Linked DNA regions of Mus musculus: region 1 is linked to region 2. A link is a contact called in public Hi-C data. All regions are on one chromosome and are shown on one strand. Each heading gives the region's core, a stretch centred on a gene start, on an enhancer-like site or on the middle of the called end of the contact. The rest is flanking DNA. Distances are from core to core; before and after follow the strand shown.

Region 1 (3,741 bases), core at 86-2,585, 390 kb after region 2:
TCAGTTTAGGCTCCCGTTATGCAGCCTTTTCTCACCCAGCTTTGAATCCCTACCTGAGTTTGCTGAGTCAGGTGTGCCAAACATATTTCAACCTACAGTATCTTCAGAGAGAGAGGTCATGAGGCTTTGGAGGTGATGTGGGTAATGTAAGGAGGTTGGCGTCCCTACCAAGAGAGACCTTGAGAGGCTGTGCTCATCTAACACCCCACTATGAAGGACATAGGTGCAGTCATCCCCAAGCCAGGGACAGGCCTCACCTGAACTCAACCCAGCTCCAGGTAGCCTCTGGAGCTATCTGAGGAAGAGTGTCTGTTGTGGAAGAAAGCGGCCTTTGGTGCCCACATGGTAGAGACAGATCTCTACATCCATCTCTTGTCTTAGTTACCTGAGCTGCTGTTCCTGTCTCCAGTCAGATATCCAAGCACTGAGCCCCAGCCCATGTTTTCCATATAGGCCCTAAAGAATCAGGAAGGCCCAGCCTGCCCCCACGGTCACTTTCCTCCAGTGTGGCTTTGGTTTCTCCAGCTTTCCTCACTCACCCTTGGCTGGAGGCTTAGACTGGTAGAAGCCACACGTTTCCCTTCCGTGGTTCTCCACAGCAAGTTACATTCATAGCATGCCTCCAATCGAGCTCTCGATAGTAGCCTCTGTGCCCTGTGTTCTGTCCATTGCTGGCTTCGTCGAGTCCTGCAGATTCTAGCTCCTGAGCTCTAGCCTTGGCCCTCAGATCTAAGGACTTAATCCAGTCCACTGACCGTGGGGGAGGTGGGCAGTGATCCACTTGCTGTGTGCGCGTTTCCTCCATCGACAGGAGCCGTACTTAGCACGAGTCCATGGCAACTGAATTACTTGGAAGTTGATGTCTTCCCATTAAATCAATAAAAAGAAAACTACTGGTCAACCTTCCAGCTGGCCCTCTCAATTTGTATCATAGTGTACTTGAGTCTTTGCATCAACTAGTGCAATGGTTGGCATGTGCTGGACTTTTTCCAGGTCTCCCAGGGCCATTCTTCTTAATGTTTACTGGTCAGGAAAGGATTCTTGGTCTCCTAGGGTTCCTGGGGCTCCTGGGACCCATAGGCAGCCCCTCTTCCACAGCCCTGTCTGTTTCTGGTAGATAAAGGGATAGCATCAAGTTTATGCATCCCCAGAACCTGTGTGGCCACTGTTACATAGCAAGCTGTCAGGTCCCTTAGTCCTCCTCTGCCTGCCTGCCTTCTGATCCTGTTCTCTGTGAGAGGCTCAGGCACGGGCAGAGAGAGAGACTGTGTGAGGTTTGTCCGGGCACCTTCAGAAACCCTGTTAAGGCGTTTCATCCAGCAGAGGGCCCCCGAGATCCAGCCAGAGCATCGCTGTCCACGTGGACAGTTTTCCCTCCGGAAAGAGCTGCCCCTGCCTCACACCAGTGTGAGTCTTTCTCTTTCCTTCCCTGGGAACCACGGAGCAGCTGTTGTGGGATTTATTTCACCGCTCCCCCAGATGGCAGCACAGCTTCCCGTAGGCTTCACTGTAGTACTTCACAGAGCCTGTCTGCCGTGTCTGGCTGCTGGGGAGGATCTGGTATCTTCCTGCCCACCTGAGACCCAGGAACCTCAGTGCCTGGTTTCCATCAGAGGTCACGGGTCCTGTATGTGCTCACCAGGCACCTGAGAAACAAGCTCCAAGCCCCTTGTCCTTTTCCCTGTGACACAAAGTACCTCACAGATTTTCGTGTGTGACACGGCCGTTGAACCCAGGAGTGAGGGTACTGATGACGTTTCGGTGTTGTGATGGATAGATGCAGATGGCACTGATGGGTGGTGGTTGTAGCTGGCCATGAGCAGTAGCCACAAGGTGACCCAGACTTACCCTGCCTCCTTTTGGTCCCACTCAGTGTGTGAGCATCCAAGGTGACCCACCACAGCCTAACCAGCAGTCAGAGTGTGTCTGTCTGTCTGCCTGTCTCTCTCTCCTTGTCTCTCTGTCTCTCTCTGTCTCTCCCTGTCTCTCTGTCTCTGTCTCTCTCTTGTCACTGATATCACTAGAATACATTTCTGTTGCTTAGTATAGGTATTAAATGAACAATCTCAAGGCTGGAGTAGGTGGGACTACCAGGACCTGTGCCCATGGAATAGACAGTAAGCACACACTCCCAGGAAGGGGCCTCTTTCCTGTGTTCTGCCCAAAAAGGAAGTTGAGGCTAGAAGTCTGACTCCCAATAGGAACTGACCAGCCCGGGTTCAGTTTGTTTCTTAGCCTTTTGAATGTTTTCCATAGCACATATCAGTTGTACATAGTAATGGACTTCACTACAACGCTTTCAAACACGTGCATAGTGTATTCTGTGCATGCCGTTCCCCCTGTTTCTGTTTCCCTCTCTTCCTCTGTTTTGGTTTGTTTTAGATGAAGTCTTGCTATGCAGGCCAGGCTGACCTTGGACTGGTGGCAGTCCTCCTGTCTCAGCTAATGAAGTGTCGGGGTCGTGGGTGTGAGCCACCACGCCTGGCTTCACATCTTATCTTCCTCCTCACACCGGTATCTGGGTCCCTTTACTACGGTTGGCCGGCGTGACCTGGGTGAATCCCCACTGAGGCTCATGCATCGCACCAGGGACACTGTCTCATGGCCAGTTTTCCCCCTACCCCACCCCCACCCCCGTCTTCCTCTGAGCAGCAGCAGTGTGTGAGCTTCTCACACATCTCTGATGCACCAAGGATGCCCCCTGCAGACAAGGGGACTGGGGCTTCTCCTCTGTTTGGCTGTCTCTTTGCTGCATGTTTTTCTACATCCTCTGGTGTGTTGTGGTTGCAGAGGGACACACCCAGGGCACAGAACGGGGCAGCTGAAAGGGTGGAAAACCCACGTGGGAACCTTGCCTGCTCCCCTTGCTCACAAACAGCCCGTCTCCCACGCGGCCATAGCTTCCCACGGTTGCAGTTCCCGTACCTCTCTACCCAGGCCTGTTTCTATGATTTCCCTGTTATTCTTCATTTACCTTCGAAAGCATGACATGTGTAAGCCTTACTTTCATCTGGAAGATGGATCAGTGTTGAGAAGCAGGAAGTTTGAGATGGGATGGGAAAGTCCCTAAGGGCAGGAGGTGAGCGCACACTCAGATGGCGTCGTCCTACCCTACCCCGGCCTTCCTACCTTCCACCCTCACTGCTGCCCCACCCCACCCCCCACCCCGACTCCTGGGATGGTGTCTGTGTTACAGACTTAAGGCTGAATGAAACGCCCTGAAGTGTGGCAAAGGAAGAACTGGGACACAATCATGCCATAACTGTACGGCATCTGAAATCCTGGGATAAGCGTGTGTGTGTGTGTGTGTGTGTGTGTGTGTGTGTTTGTGTTGGAGAAAGAGAAACAGAATCCTGGCAAAACCATCGTGACCCTAAGCCTTAGAAGTGCCAGTGTCCATTCTAACCTGGGGAACCCCTGACCCCAGGACATTTGGCTGTCTCTTTCCTGCATGTTTTTCTACATCCTCTTTTGTGTTGTCCTATGCTCCGTGGACCCTCTTTGGTCCTCAGGAACCTAACCGGATTGTTGCCTTTGCTAGCCACTGGCCTGGGAATGCCACCAAGGGTACTGGGCTCTCCAGGAGACTTCATTGCTAGCACATGGGCCACCCTTTGGCACATTACACAGTACGTTATACATCCCACGAATCAGGAACCCTCCAGCTTTATTCTGATCTGCGGCTGGAGTTCAGCCCACCTCATCCTCGAGCAAGCCTAGAAGAGGCGGGTTTGTGCACAG
Region 2 (3,788 bases), core at 1,118-3,617:
AAGGTGGACAAGCAAGTTATGGACGCCCTGACTGTCCTCCTGCCTGAACTGTAAGTCAGCATTCCAGTGAATACTGTCTGGGGCTGATCTTCCATCCCAGTGGAAAGCTTTAAGGCCAGCCACTGGACTAATGCCCGAGGCCCTTGGGGGAACTGAATCCACCTTCCCGTCCCTCACCCATAGCCTCCCCTCCAGCATTCCAAATAAACACACAAGACAGTGGTTTTGGTCTGAGAGTGATGGACATTTAGATGTTGGCAACTGACCAGTGCCTCACAGGGAACGGGCAGAGCAAAGACAGAGAGGTAGGACACGGGTGCTGCCAGCCAGGGCTCAGGTCATCACGGTCGCTGGGGTGAGAATGGGAGGAAAAATCGCCAAGGTTAAGTTCAGTGGTCAGAGCCCAGGCTCAGAGACACAGGGGCAATGCCTTATTCTTCCCAATATCACAAGGTGGCTGAGTGACCTCAACCAGGTGCCTGTGTGTGTATCAGGAGGTAGGCAAGACCAGCCTCTGGCCATGCAGAAGGAGGGGCACTATCACTGGGGTCAGAGCTCAGGTGTGAGAAGACCTGGGCTCGTAAAGTAGCACTGTGGCCACTGAGGTTTCTAGGCTTGGGACCCAGAGCACAGTTAAAGGTTTGGCGGGGCAAGGCTGGCAGCTTTCCTTCAGCCCCTCAGGGTCCCTCAGCGTCCCGTCTTCCCAACCCCCACCCCACCCTGGAAAAAAATCCTAATCAAGGCAGTACAAGCAAGAGGAAAGGGTGAATCCCCAGCCTCCTGAGGTGGAGGACACTCACCCCTGGGTGCAGCAGCTGGACACTGGGCCCAGCCTGCTGAGCTACATCATGGCTCTTGGCTTCTCGGACACCCACAAAGGAAGACAAAACAGGGCCTGTGAACCCTTGCCCCAGGCTCCTGGAAGTCTCAAAGATGGTGTGTCCTCAATGGGACTCTGACCTGAAGCATGCATAAGCCAGACAGCCACAGGGCCACAGTCCCCATGGACAGCTGAGGGATGATGGGTGGCTCCTGCAGTGGGTCAGAGATACTAAGGCACAAAGCTAACCTAAGCCCACTGGGGTAAGGTGGGGTGGGTACAGGCTCCAGAGGTCACTCCTCCCAATCTGCAAAGTACAAAGTGACCAAGCAACAATCACGGCCAAGCTTTGACAACCTGGCACAGGATGAAAGTTCAGGTTCATGATCCTGGGTGCCAGTGGTTTTTGCCAGAAGGGAATGTATATTCTGGCCGGCTCTATAAAGGCCTCTGGAGATGGAGAAGACCCCTGGCTGCCATTGACACTCTAGCCCAGGCCTATGGGCCAGTCTGAGGCCTGAGTCTGGAAGGCAGATACCCATCTGGGGCTGGCAAGGTCGTGGGATGATGCCAAGGTCCCTGCATGGGCTAGTTTCCATTAGGCCCTCCATGGGGATCCTAAAGAGGGAGAGGGAATGAGAGAAAAGCAGAGAGAGGGCCTTAGGGTCTCAGCGCACTTGGCAGATGGAACCCAGGTGGGCGGGTCGCCTTGCGCTTCAGGGCTGCCTGCGCAGACTGGGTCGCCGGAAGGTCGGGTGCATGAGGTTCTCGGTGATGTAGGCCACCAGCAGGCAGATGACCACCAGCATGACACAGATGGAGCCGCCTACCGCCGTCATGGCCACCACGATCTCCTGCATAGCTGCCGGTTCGGCGGTGAACTCCACGCACTCGGCCAGCTCTGGCGGGACGACGGCGACCTCGGCGCGCAGCGGCAGCTGCTGCAGGCACAAGCGGTAGCGCACGCTGTCGTGCACGTCCGGTAGCAGGTAGTCGCGGCAAGAGGCACCCAAAAGCACGCGATCGCAAGGGAAGCGCGTATAGGTGCCACGCCACGAGCAGTTTAGCGCGAAGACGCGCACGCGGCGCGCCTCTGCAGGAGCCAGGCGCCACTGCAGCAGCACGCTGCGATTGCGCAGGACGTGGGCGCGCAGCGAGCCACCCGCCGAGGCCAACGTTTCGCAGCCCGGCGTCTGGCAGCGGAAACCCCGAACGGGGCTGCGAAAGCACAGGCGCCCACCGCCCGTCTCTGGGCCCTCGGACAGCACCTTGTAGGGGCACCAGGGCGCGTCGGGGGCCGGCTCCCAGCCCGGCGGCGTCGGGTCCACAGCGGCGCCTGACGGTGGCGCGCATGCAGCCAGCAGCAGCAGCAGCGGCGGAGCGCGCATCCTGCGGCTAGGCCGGCGCGGCGGGGCGCGGGCTCGCGAGCGCACGGGGCGCGGCGGAGGGTCACGCGGGCCGCGCCGCCGCAGCCGCTGCCGCGCTCCCCCCACGCAGCGCCCTCCGCCGCCACCCGCTCCGACCCGCTTCACGCCCAGGCCCGGTGCGCGCTCGGACCCAGCGGCAAAGGCGGGGCTGCCCCACGTCCCGCCCCCTTAACCCTCTCTGGGCCGCGTCCCACGGGCATGAGAAAGTCTACCTAGCACAGGCGGGTGTTGAACGGTGGTCCTGGGACAGGCCCTTGCCACAATTGATGAGAACTCCGGACGGTCCCTCTATCCGGTGCTGGCCCCTCGTGGCCACCGAGAGCGTCCTGCCCGCTCTGACCAAGAGGATGGACAAAGGGACTGAAATGTAACTTCACTCTGAGATCCTGGATCTTTGGAGTAGATGGCATCCACTAGGGAGGAAAATCTGAGGCCAAGGTTTTGACTTGGTGAAAATTGATTATTCTGCACTCCTGAAGAGATGTTGCAGGCAGATCTCCTCTATCTCATTGTTCCTTCTCGTCATTGGCTCTTGAAGAGGCTCAGGACCAGACAATGAAAACGACCCCACAAAAAGCCACCCCGAGTCAGGCCGATAGAATCCAAGCTACTTAAGAACTAGCCCACCCGGGCAGGAGAGATGGCCCAGTGGTTAAGAGCACTGGCTGCTCTTCCTGAAGTTGTGGATTAAATTCCCAGCAACCACATGGTGGCTCACAACCATCTATAATGGGATCTGATGGCACACAGGTGCACACACTTATATATATGTATAGAGAGAGCACTTATATACGTAAAATAAATACATCTCTAAAGAAGTGGGAAAAGAGAATAGCCTACCTGGGCTACCAAATGAGTTTGGGGTCAACCTGGGCAATTTAGTGAGACCCTCAAAATGAAAACAAAAAAATAAAATAAAATCAAACCAAGCCAGTTATGGTGCCCTAAATCAGCAAGATCAAAGGTCTCCTTGACTACTTGAGACTAGTCTCAAAAAACACAAAACAACCAAGCAAGGAGACACAGGGGGACGGGCAGAACCACTGAATTCTCACCCCTGCACGGTCACCAAACAGAGTCAGGGCCAAAGGACACCTGAAGAGACTGCCCTGCCTGCCCTGCCTGCGCTAAGTAGGGGGTGCAGCCAGAACCAGCTAGTGCCTAAAAGCTCTGCTGCTAAGGATCAACGGTGCACTGAAAAGGGAGGCGAGTGTGGTCTCACCCTACTGTACGTACTGTCCTTTGAGGTGACCTTAGCCAGGAAAGGAAACGGAGGGTGTGCGGGCTGCAGTGTTCTCTAGGTCCTACCTCCTGTGTCTGTAGACTATGGTGTTTCCACACACCTACAGCCCTTATCCTAGTCATCCTGAAAACCCCAAGCGGTAACTGAGCCTGAGTTCAGTATCAGAAGCCTCTATGCAGCCATTGTGCACCTCATGACTAACTTGGAAGGATCCAATCACGACACCAAGCCTCTCCAATTTGTAGAGTCTAATAAGATCTCCGTCCTCAGTGGAGGGCAGGGGTTTCAAGAGATATAC

The links. A called contact is a pair of places that touch in the nucleus more often than the background predicts.
Region 1: a Hi-C map of uterus shows a contact between it and region 2, with 3 times the contacts expected there. The contact joins the enhancer-like site here to the promoter of Fndc10 in region 2. A contact is called at or near these places in 1 of 39 promoter capture datasets (second pharyngeal arch cranial neural crest), 12 of 484 Hi-C or Micro-C datasets (B cells, the C10 cell line, the G1E-ER4 cell line and 7 more) and 3 of 115 datasets of contacts at active chromatin or transcription factors (the HPC-7 cell line, embryonic stem cells and memory CD8 T cells).

The regions. Positions count from the first base shown.
Region 1 is chr4:155,305,890-155,309,630 of GRCm38.p6, reverse strand. The region is part of intron 4 of Prkcz (protein kinase C, zeta); the gene reads left to right. Among named protein-coding and RNA genes, the nearest start is that of Prkcz, 54 kb to the left of the region's middle. Within about 2 kb of position 1,335, at least 100 of the 459 cell types and tissues checked have an H3K27ac peak or open chromatin away from gene starts, as enhancers often do. A contact at or near this core is called in the HL-1 cell line, the HPC-7 cell line, the N1E-115 cell line and 2 more, where this site is marked.
Region 2 is chr4:155,692,921-155,696,708 of GRCm38.p6, reverse strand. It overlaps Fndc10 (fibronectin type III domain containing 10), which reads right to left and starts at 2,367. Exons shown (of 1, transcript NM_178699.4): 1 at 224-2,367. The coding sequence starts at 2,208. The coding sequence ends at 1,537.